Regions from separate parts of the Hordeum vulgare genome. Here region 1 is linked to region 2. Evidence: chromatin contacts called from public Hi-C data. All regions are on one chromosome and are shown on one strand. Each heading gives the region's core, a stretch centred on a gene start, on an enhancer-like site or on the middle of the called end of the contact. The rest is flanking DNA. Distances are from core to core; before and after follow the strand shown. Region 1 has its middle 83 kb from the start of LOC123411793. Region 2 has its middle 9.4 kb from the start of LOC123412142.

Region 1 (5,837 bases), core at 2,561-5,060, 740 kb before region 2:
ACGGATGCAGATGCAATCTTAAAAATTCCGGTCATCACTAGAAACATAGTGGACATTTGGGCATGGCAGCCATACAAGAAGGGGAAGTTTACTGTCAGCTCACCTATTAATTGTTAGTCATAACTAAAATCCAAAGAGGAATCTAGCTAGACGGGAGAAGGAGAGTCTCTCAGAACATGCAGGAAGAGAAAGTATGATCATCACTTTGGAGCATCTGTTCCATCGAAGATGAGAATTTTCTTATGGAGACGGGCACGTCACTCTACGTTGTGCATAGACGGAACATGTCATAATTCAAGACCTTCCCGCTATGCGGGAGGGAGGACTCTTGGAGACATGCTCTTATGTCATGCACAATATGCCGATGCACTTGGGGATTATCAAATGAAGAGCTCGTGACGAGAATCACAGCAAACACAAAGCCTAGAGCGAAGAACTGATCATTTGATCTTCATGATTCGCTTAGCCAGGACAACTTAACAACGCTGACGGTGACCGTGTGGTCCATACGGTATGCAAGGCGCAAGACTATTGATAAAGCAGTTTTTCAGAGTCAACATAAAACCATCTATTTTATCAATTCCTATCTGAATGAGCTCGACGAGCTGGGTAAGGATGCACCAAGACCAATTATGGCACATACAGATGCTAGCCAGCAGTGGATTCCATCTCAAGTTCTCAACCAAATGTCATGAAGTTCAATGTAGATGGAGCGATGGCACATCACAAACGCTATGTAGTAGCTGTTATTGTGTGTCGTGACCACAATGATGCCTTTTCGGGATCATAAGCAAGTGGTTTACACAGTCATTGAATGGTCATGATTTACTTGTAGCTTCACATTGTCACGTGATTGTCAACGATGTCAAGCATGGGACATGAGGTCCTCACTCAGCCATCATACATTAGATATCACACTATTTGCATGGTTTCCGTTCTTGTAAGTTCAGTTTTAAATGCAGGAATCACAACTTTGAGACTAATAATCTTGCCAAGCTCACTTGTAATCTGGGTATGGGTAAGCATGTGTGATTGGTAATCCTCATGACACAACTTGTGTACCTATGAACATTATGTTGAATGAATAAAGAATGCAACGTTTTCTCAAAAATATGTCATGTGTGTTTTTTAATTTATTTTCACATTTTTATTTTGTCTTTTGCTTTTTATACTTTTGTTTATATTATGAAATACTCTAAATATGTAATAGTTTATTAAAAAAACTTCCATAGACTATTTCAAAAATGTTAATCTTCCATTTATAAAATGTTAAACGTGTATAGTAAATTATTTCAGATGTATACAAACATGTATAAATTTAAATATAAAAAGTAGAAAATGTTAGTTGTGTAAATGAAAAATGTTAATCATATGTGTGGAAAATATTTATGACAACTAAAAAAAATGTGAAATGTTTCATTAAAAATGTAATGACATCTAAAAAATGTTTATGCAAATATAAAAAAAATGCTCATGTGTTTAAAATGTATGTCATAACTAAAAAATGTTAAACCTGTTCTGCAAAATATTTATGTTGCATTTAAGAAAATATTAAACATGTATAGGAAAATGCTTATGATGTACACAAAAAAGGTATAAATGTAAATGTAAAACACAGAGAATGTTAATTGTGCACATGACTAATGATAATCATATGTATCAAAAATGTTTGAGATAATTAAAAAGATGTCACACATTCAAAAAAATATACATAACGTTAAAAATCACATGTTAAAAAAATGAGTTTGTGCCATTTTTGAAAAATAACTTTATCATATTTCACATGTATTTGAAATTATATGAAAAAATGTTATCTAGAACGTCAAACATGTATTTGAAATAGGATAAACATGTGTTGAAAGTGTTTTGCATGTAACAAAAAAAATTACAATGTTCACACAAAAGTAGAAACGAAAATACAAAAAAGGACATAGACACAAAAGAAAAGTGAAGAAATTAAAAAACCAGAAAACCCCAAGAAAATAAATAAATAAAAGAAGAATATAAAGAAGAAAATAAAATCCAATAAAAATTGAGAGAACAAGGAAAACCAAAAACATTACAAAGAAAAAAATACAAGAACCAAAGAAAAAATAACAAAAGATGAAAACGAGAAAAAATAACAGAAAAACAGGAGTCAACTAGTCCAACGCAGCATCCAGACACGGGCGAGGGAAGTCAACGAGCGACCCACCTAATAGGCCGGCCCATAGTCGTCTGTCCAAAGAGATTTTGTATGGAATTAATTTTTTTAAGGGTTAAATCAAGCTTTATTCATCAAATTTCACATTATGTGGGATATAAAACAGGTCATGGAGTTCGACCAACCAAATATGTCGACCGTTATCAAGAGAATGGAAAAACTTGGCTAACCTATCGGCATCGCGGTTGAAAGCTCTGCCTTTAAAAATGGAAAACAAATTAGGAATTGATTTTTTTAGGGGTATTAGGAATTGGTACTAGCAAGAGATAGCCCTCGCGCTTACCGCCCGCTACTACTACATACATTTTGGGCCAACCCATTAACTCTGTCCGGGTTTAAGAACATTCCAAATCGTTTTTTTCTCTTTTATTTTATGTTGTTTTTTCTCGTTTCATTTTTCAGTTTCTTATTTTATTTTTTCTCTTTTTTGTTTTACATTTTCTTCTTTCCATTCTTCTTTTCTTTTGATTTTCATGTTTGTTTTTTATTTTACTTTATCTTTACTTTAATTTACTTCTTATTTCACTATATTTCTTAATTTACAAAAAATTGTGAGCATTTTTGAAATCATGTTTTTTCCGAATTCACAAACATTTTTATGAAATCATGGACATTAGTCATGTTCACAAATATTTTCCAAATTTGTGCACAAGTATTGAATTCACGGTCTTTTACAAAATCATAAACATTTTGTAAATTTTAAACATTATTTTTGAAACTTCTGTATATTTTCTGTATCAAGAATAAATTGAATTAAAGCATAATTATTGAAATATGGAAACAATTTGAAAATAGATGATTATTTTTGTCATTTTGACAATCATTTCTAAATTCATGAATATTTTTCTAATTCATGACATTTCGTGAATCGATAAATGGGTTTTTTAATTCCCGAGCATTTTTTTTTCTTTTAGTGAACATTTGCTATATTCACGCGTATTTGTTCAAATTCGCGAGCATTTTTCGAATATATTTATATTTTTCCAAAATTAGTTTCATTTTTTTATTTCTCAAAGAAAAAAAGAAAAATAGTACAGATGCAGCGACTCATATATAGACATATAACTCACCTTTATAAACGAACACATCTTACGCATATGAGCACTTCCGATAGATTGAGCTGCCACATCATCTTAAGATTGATAAGTTATCACACACACCTTTGTAGTTGACATAATCATCTTATCGCTGTGAATGTATATCGTCAGAAGATCTGAAACAAACTCAGAAAAATCGGAGCACCGCGACCAAGCCTAGAACTTGAACCCTGATGATCATCTGAGCACTTAGTTCGTGTAAATGCTTTTTAAAATCATGAAGATTTTTGGGAATCTATGAAAATTTTATGAATTCCTGAATATTTTTTTTAAAATTTGGTTTTTAAAAAAATCCCAAGTTATTTAAAAAAGAAAAGAACAAAAAAACCGAAATGGAAAAACAAGGCGCCTCACACATGGACCGGCCCAAAAGGGCGCGCCGGGCTGGGGTGCATGATGCTCGTTCGACATCACTTAGGGCGCCAAACAGGAGGTTTCCTCTTAGATGTAGAGGGAGACTTTTTCCTTGATGATGTGTACCCTTAAGTATACATTACTCGTATTCAGAACAATGACGAGTAGGGAGGTCCTATTGCTCTTTGCGTCCAGCAGCGCGCGGATGCACAGATGAATCGCGACTGGGCCGGCCCACTAACAGAAAACAAAGGATAAAATCAAAAACATTTAGATAAAAATTTCATAATATTTTCTCATATTTCTGAATATTTTTTAAATCCGAAACATTTTGATAAAACATTGTGGAACATATTTTCAAAATTAGGAACATTTTTCAAAATTCTGGAACATTTTTTCAAAGTTTGGCATATTTTTTCAGATTCCAGAACATTTCTTTAATTCCGAAACATTTTTTCAATATTATGGAACATTTTCTAAAGTTCTGGAAGTTTTTTTCAAACTAAGGAACATTTTTAAAATTCCAGAACATTTTTTCAAATCCCGAAACATTTTTTTGAAAATTCAGAACATTGTTTCAAATTCTGGAACATATTTTTGAAAATACAGAACATTTTTTCAAATTCAGGAACATTATATTTTCAAATTTCTGAACATTTTCAAATTCCAAAGCATTTTTTGAAATTCTGGAACTTTTTCGAAAATACATTTGTCTTTGAAAATCAAGAACACGTTTTGAAAATCAAAACATTTTACGAAATCCAGAACATTTTTTGAAATCCAGAAGATTTTTTGAAAAAGCAAGAACATTTTTTGAATTTGAAGAACTTTTTTTTGAAAATGAAGAACATTTTTTAAAACAGAAACAGAAAAAAACGGAAAGGAAAGAAGGAAAAAGAAAGAAAAAACCGGTTCACGGAACCTTCTATAAGTTTCCCAAAACTAGGAAAACCGGTTGAAACCTCTAGAAGATTCCAAAACCGGAACGCTCAAACAGTTATATGGGCCGCCCGTTGCGTGGTTGCTCGGTCGCTCGCCTGTGCGAAGCGTCGACTACTTGACACAACGTGCGGCAAATAGGATATTCCCAATAACGAAACAAATATGGAGGGAGAGCCTCTTTTCTTGACAACCGAGATGGAGAGAGCATGAGCCGTGGGAGGCTGCAGTAGTGCACGTTACTACATCCATACATGCTTTGCATAACGCTAAAAAATCGATGCTCTGCATGCTGCCAAAAAAAACATGTTGTGCACATTGCTTTTTTTTCTTGTGACGGAAAAGGAGTTTTATTTCAAGCTGATAGAGTTACAGTCGAGAGACAAAAAATTCTCGATACATGGTGGTCCTAGATGCATCCACACAATTGTGATACATTCTACGCGATTATAATTTGTCAAACGATCGACAATTCTATCGTGATCCGTACTTAATTTATAGGGAATAAACTCTGTGTCCTCATCAACGCCTTGCTTTGCCTAATGCTAAAAAAACTCTTCATCCCGCTGAAAAAACATGTTGTACACATCAATCCAAAAGCATACTCTCCTTTCTGTGCAGTGTGTGTTAGAGCAACTCTAACATAGTCCTTAAATTGTTTTGACCTGTAAAATAACCGTTAGTTTACATTTTTCAACGGAAAAAGTGACCGAAAAAACCGTTAAAATCATGCAACCCGTAATGAAATTGAGGGGCGTACTAAAATCACCCCCGACCCGCGAAAACACAGTCCTCCCCCCTCCCCCCCCGACCCATGAAAACACAATCCTCCCACTTCCCCTCGGCCCGTCGGTGCCCTGTATTCCACGGAAGCGGTTGGCGGGAGGGACATTTCAGCTCGCGCTCTCCCCACATCCCCACCCGCGGATGGTCGCCACCGTTGCCGCCTGCGATTCCGGACATTCCGACCAGCTGAATCGGGCCGCCCACCCCGGATTCGATGGGCCGATCCCCTGCGACATCGCCGCCACCCCGGATCGACCGCCTCCAGCCGCTAGCCGCCTCGCGGTGCCCACCCCCGATTCGCCAAAATGCCACCGTCGCCGGCACCCCGGTGAGCCCTTTTCCTCCCCCTTGAGCCCCACGGTCGCCGTAGAAATTTCGTTGATGCAAGTTATGACGCATTTTTAGATGGATTTGAGCCTGTGCGAGTAATTTTTGCTTGAGGATTAGTCCTCATCGAA
Region 2 (6,038 bases), core at 1,831-4,330:
GGGCTTCGGGTTGGGCCAGACCAAGCCCGACCTAAAAAACCTAGGCCCGAGCCCGGCCCGGGCTGGCTATCGGGCCTAAATTTCAGGCCCAGACCCGACCAATCATTGCTAAATCTCGTCGGGCTTCGAGCCTCGGGCTGGGCCCCTTCCCCGCAAAAACACCAAGCCAAGTCCATGGGCAAGGTCGGGCCGGACCGAGTCGGGCTTTTTCGGGCCGGGCAGGGCCGGACCGACCGGGCCGGGCTGCCCATGGCCACATATAAGCTCATCCAAAAGACTTAACCCGCATATCATTTTGAAATTTACGAACATACCATATGCGTCTCGTCATCAACGCACACTTCTCCTCCCATTGAATACACATCGCCCGAAATCCTGAAATAAATGCGAGCACAAGGACTTGAACTCTGGTGGGTTGAGAATACCACAGTTCTTCTAACCATCCAACCACAGGTTGGTTTAAAGGCGAACAAACGCGTGTTAGGCTCTCTCACATGAAATATTCAAGCACTTTGTAGTGTGTAGTTCCTTAAGTTATGCATATGATACAAGTCAGCTGAGATACAAGTGTGTGGTACTACATTCGTAATGCAAATGAAATGTTGTCATAGTATACGGCCCCATCGATCATTGGCAGTCTAAGGCCTTCCTCGTCGAGCTCTGTGGGAGGCGACTTCAACATTCTTCGCTCGACCGAGGACAAAAAACAATAATCTAGTCAACTACCTTCGGATGATGTTGTTCAACTACTGCATTGTAATCTCGGCCTTAGGGAATTAGATACTCCCTCCGTACCTAAATATAAGTCTTTTAAGATATTTTACTAGATGTCTACATACGGAGCAAAATGAATGTATCTATATTCTAAAATATGTCTATATACATCCGTATGTAGTCCATTAGTTGAACCTCTAGAAAGACTTATATTTAGGAACGGAGGGAGTAGGACCAATCGGCAAGCTGACCCGGCCCGGTTTGTGCTAGACTGCATGTTCGTGTCCGCTTCGTTGTCCCCTCGCCTCGCTTAGTTCCATAACCAGGATCGGGTCTAACCACATACCTCTGCTCCTCTCTTCACAGAACGGCCGCCCACCTCACCCTCGCTTGGCTTCGCTAACAAGGGGGTGTTTGGTTGGGCTTTCAGCCAGCTTCCGGCTTCCGGCTTTGAAGCCAAAAGCTCCTATTTAGGGGCTTTCAGCTGCAGTTGTGGCTTTCGGCTGCGGCTGTGACAAGGCCGAAAGCCACACCTGCAACCGGAAGCCCCTAAATAGGAGCTTTTGGCTTAGAAGCCGGTAGACGGAAGCTGGCTGGAAGCCCAACCAAACACCCTCCAAAGCATCCTTCATAACACCCCGGTTGGTCCGTCTATATGGGTTTGGTTGTTTCTTCTATTTCCTTTATTTATTTATTTATTTTTTTGCTCTCTTTTAGCATTATACAAAAATTCAACATATATTATGAAATAGTTGACCGTATATTAAGAAAATGTTTACTGTATATGGAAAATAGTTCAGTGTGCATTATAAAAATGTTCATCGTATACTAAGAAATTAATGTTTTTCACAAAAATGATACGTTTTCTGAAAATGTTTGTCATACACTAAGAAATTGATCAACATACTTTAAAAATAGTTCAATGCATATGTTCAAAATATTTAGTGTCTACTAAGAAATTGCTTAGGGTATATAACAAAAAGTTGAATGGGAATTTTGAAAAATTTCAACATATATTACAAAAGATTAATTGTATTTAATTTTTTTTACCATTTATTAAAACATGTTGAATGTGTATTTTGGTAAAATTTCATCCTATATTATGAATATATTTGTTGTACAGAAAACTATAAAAAAATATGTCAAATAAGGACAAAACAGGGAGAGCAAAAGTAAAAAAAATCAACAAAAACTGGTTTGCAATAGTAAAAAGCGGCTGCTACGGATCAACGGACTAGTTTCCTAGGAAATTAGTCGGGTGCCAGCCATTAGACCAAAATGACGTATGAGAGATAGAGAAGAGCTGGGGATGGAGAGGAGCGCTCTAGGAAGACGAGATTCTTCGTCTAAGAGATAAGGTGAAGGACTCGTGGGATGTGGGCCTGTGGGACACATGGCGTCTTGTGGAGGAGGTTTACGAGAAAGGGAGATCGGCCGGTTGATTGTAAACATTTTCCTTGCTCAACTACATGATGCAATTTTTTTCACATAGGAGGAGTTCCCAACCTGCAAGAAACATTTCACATTTGATCCTTAATGGGGGCACGTCGCGAAGGTCACTCACACCTTCTCAGGTGGTGATAACTGGCGCACTACATGCGCCTCACATATCGCAACCTCAGAGTTACCCTCTTTCGTAGCTTCGCTAATTCGAAACATTTGATCTCTTGAACCAACGTTCAAATCACAAACGATTTTTACCATAGGATTTCCCACGACAAGATTTTTAAAACTAGATCACATATTAATATTTTTTATAAACTTTTTTGTGATAAGGGGAAAAAACCAAGAATCAAAAAACATAAACAACAAAGGAAACCAAGAAATCCAAAAGAAAAAAAAACTGGATAGGAAACTGAACTGGAAAAAAAAACAAAAGCCAAAGTCCAATAGTACATTTTTTTTCTTTTTCAACATTTCCGGAATGCACAATTGTGCTTCTTGCACAAGCACACGTTGTGCTTTCCCTTTTTTAGGAAGCATATATTATGCTCTTCTCTTATCGGAAAGCACATGTTGTTTTTCTCTTTTTTTGGAAGTGTAGTCGTTTTTTCTCTTTTCGGGAAGCACGGTTGTGCTTCTCGCATAAGCACAATTGTGCTTGTTCTTTTTTTTTGAAAGCAAAAGTTATGCTTCACACAATTGTTTTTTAGAGGAAAAACAAAAAATATCGAAGAAAAAAATAAAAAGACCCCAAAACAACAACAAAAAATTTCATGCAGAAAATATAAAAAAATATCCTCGTGTACGTGCCCAACGCGTAACACGTGACACTGACCAAGCGCACCAAGTGGCATTACTCCCAGCCCACCTCAAATGCACCTGGGTTGAGACCTCTTAATTTCAGCCTGGAAGCTGGAAATAATGGATGCACCCACGAGGCGCGAGCGCAATGGGCCGGCCCATAGCATTCACCCTAGCGGTAAGGCACATTGTAGTAGCTGATTCATAGTAGTGAACCATTATTAATATGAAAAATGTTTACAATCAACCGGTTGATCTCCCTTTCTTGTAAACCTCCTCCATAGCTCGCCACGTGCCCCACAGGCCCACATGCCCACGCGTCCTCCACCTTATCTCTTAGACGAAGAATCCCGTCTTCCCCCAGAGCGCTCCTCTCCATCCCTAGCTCTTCTATGTCTCTCATACGTCGTCTCCATCAGAGGCTCATCTTCATCCATCTCTTCCTCCAACAAAGCGCCGTGGCCATGTCGCCCGCGCCAACAACCTTCCTTCTCACCTTCTCTACCATCTTCAAGAGTATGTCGCCACCTCCCCAAATCTGAGCGCCCTGAATGCAAATCCTGGCACCAGAGTGAGAGACCCACCGTGGGGCACCGCTGCTACAATGAAGCTTTATCGGGGGTAGATGCATCATCGGGCCGCCAGTAGATGCTTCAATGGAGCATCGTCGGTGTTGCCATGGATTGTCACCGGTGTTGCTACGGAGCTTCATCGATGGCGCCAAGAGGTGCGATGCAGTGCCCCGAGCTGCTATGAAGCTTCATCGGTGGCTGCAATGGAGCTTCACCGGTGGTTGCTATGGAGCTTCACTGGCGGCGCCAAGATCTGCGATGCAGTACCCCGAGCTGCAATGAAGCTTCACTCGCGCTCCAATGGAGCTTCAACGATGACGCCCGGAGTTTTGATGCAACGGGTGGTGCTACAATAGAGCTTCACATGTGGTAGGCTCCGGCGGCGGAGCGTCATTGCGGGGGTCGGGGATCCTGCTGCGAACATGGGACGATGTGTCCCCACGGCAAGCGGTCGTTGCTCGCCTTGACCCGATCCTTGAAAATCAGTCAGTTGATCCATAGCAGCAAACACACAAGTGGGGTAGCTGATTGGGCAAAGTCGTAGGAAAGCATTATAGCAAGTCACTTCTAGAGTAGCAAAAAGGAATATATTGTATTGGTCGGTCTCTCCTCGATCTTTTGTTCACACATCATTTAAAATTTGGAACATTTTGAAAATTGTGAAAAACTTCTAAATTTTCGATATGTTTTATAAAACAAGATTGTTTTTGAAAAAATAGAAGAAATTGGACAACAATAACGTTTTCTACAATTGACAACATTTTTTGAGAAAAAAAGGAGAACTTTAAAACCATGAACATAAAAAAGACATACAACTTTTGAAATTGAGAATAGTTTTTGAATAGGTGAACATTTTTTGAATAAACAAAAATACTATTGAAAATAATGAACATATTTTGATCTTCTGAAGATTTATGGGAGAATAATGAAGGGTTTTTAAAATTGCGAAGCATCGTTTTCAAAAAAAATTAGACATCTTTTGGAACTTCCAAATATTTTGAAAAACCTTTGGAAAAAAGAATAAAAGGGAAGATAAAAAAGAAAGCCCCAGAATAAGTTGGGAAGAAAATAACAGGAAAACTGAAGAAATAAGGATGGGCCAGAACCATCTAGAATGTTTTCAAAACCGATCAGAAGACCTTCCAAAAGGTATACAAAACCGGAATCTTGTGTGCTATCCATCTTTCGATCGTTTTCTCGCTTGTGCAAAATAGTGATATTTTGTGGCAGAGTGTCGCGAATAGGAGACATGCTCTTCCAGCTTGTTTCGAACCATTGTTGTTTCTCGCACAGGTAGGCTGGGCTATGGAAGTTCCATTAATTGTGTCTAGAACCACTGCATGGAGGGGCACCCGAAACGACTAATTGAAGAATATACTTTTCAATGATCACTCTCATCTTTTAAGGTTGCAACAAGTGGCACACACAATCTGAAATTTTCCCTTTTTTTCATGAATTCATATTTTTTAAATGTTTTATCTCCTAAATCGTGTGTTTAAATTTTGAAACGTTTCACCGTTGGGTTTCTTTCATCAAGATCTTCGAATCTAGATTCCATGCTGATAGATTTTGACAACCTTTTTTTTCATAAAAAACAAGATAAAAAAAAGTACCTCTTGCGATAGGGAAAAAACGAAAAACGCGTTTTTCCGCGTTTTTCCTTTCCGAGAGGCACGGCCGTGCCTCACATGAAGGAAAAACCATGTCTCTCGCGAAAAAACAGAAAACACGTTTTTTTACGGTTTTTTATAAAAATCCAATCTAAAACGCCGAAAACACATGCAGAAAAATAAAAAATTAAAATGCGAAGGAAGCACTAAGAACGCAAGACGTGACGGTGACTAAGAACACACCAAATGACAATGCATGAAAGTGCTTGCTGCGAGTCTTCCGAAAAAACACTCGCTATACTGGCTCCCACGGTGCCCCTATGTCTCATTGTAAGCGAGACAGAAGGAAGCTTCCCTTTGTGGCAGCTCCAGATGGGTAGACCTAGTCCGCGGGAGGCTACACCCTTCTTTTTCTGTTTTTTATGCTTTTCGTTTCTGATTTTTGTATTATTATTTTTACATTTGTTAAAGAGTCAATTACATTGATGGTACTGGAACTTGGCGCATACGGTTATTTTGATGCTAAAACTTACAGCGTACATTCATCTGGTTCAATAACCTGGCTCATGCATGAAAATACGATGCAAATCTTAATTGTGTATGTCCCAATCACTGACAAGAAATGTCAGCATGGTGTGTGGCCCGTTATCAGTGACTCGATGGCGGTGAGGCGGCGTGAGACCAGTTTTTTGCGAAAAACACCTCAATTTTTTTATTTGTCACAAAAGGCTCATGGCGTTATTTACTGCGGTGAAATCTCATTTTTTTTTAAATATATTAAGAAGCAAACATAATGTAGTTGAATCTATTGCCTAAAAGAAAAACTAAAAAAAGCGCCTTCGTTCAACGCTTGAAAACATATTTATAAACGATAAAATGTCTTTATAATTACAAAAAA

What was found. A called contact is a pair of places that touch in the nucleus more often than the background predicts.
Region 1: a Hi-C map of leaf shows a contact between it and region 2, with 7 times the contacts expected there. The contact joins two enhancer-like sites. A contact is called at or near these places in 4 of 6 Hi-C or Micro-C datasets (leaf and seedling) and 1 of 1 datasets of contacts at active chromatin or transcription factors (embryo).

Annotation. Positions count from the first base shown.
Region 1 is chr7H:513,100,119-513,105,955 of MorexV3_pseudomolecules_assembly, reverse strand. No RefSeq gene overlaps it. Among protein-coding and RNA genes, the nearest start is that of LOC123411793, 83 kb to the left of the region's middle. Within about 2 kb of position 3,810, at least 2 of the 3 cell types and tissues checked have open chromatin away from gene starts, as enhancers often do. A contact at or near this core is called in leaf, where this site is marked.
Region 2 is chr7H:512,362,438-512,368,475 of MorexV3_pseudomolecules_assembly, reverse strand. No RefSeq gene overlaps it. Among protein-coding and RNA genes, the nearest start is that of LOC123412142, 9.4 kb to the left of the region's middle. Within about 2 kb of position 3,080, at least 2 of the 3 cell types and tissues checked have open chromatin away from gene starts, as enhancers often do. A contact at or near this core is called in leaf, where this site is marked.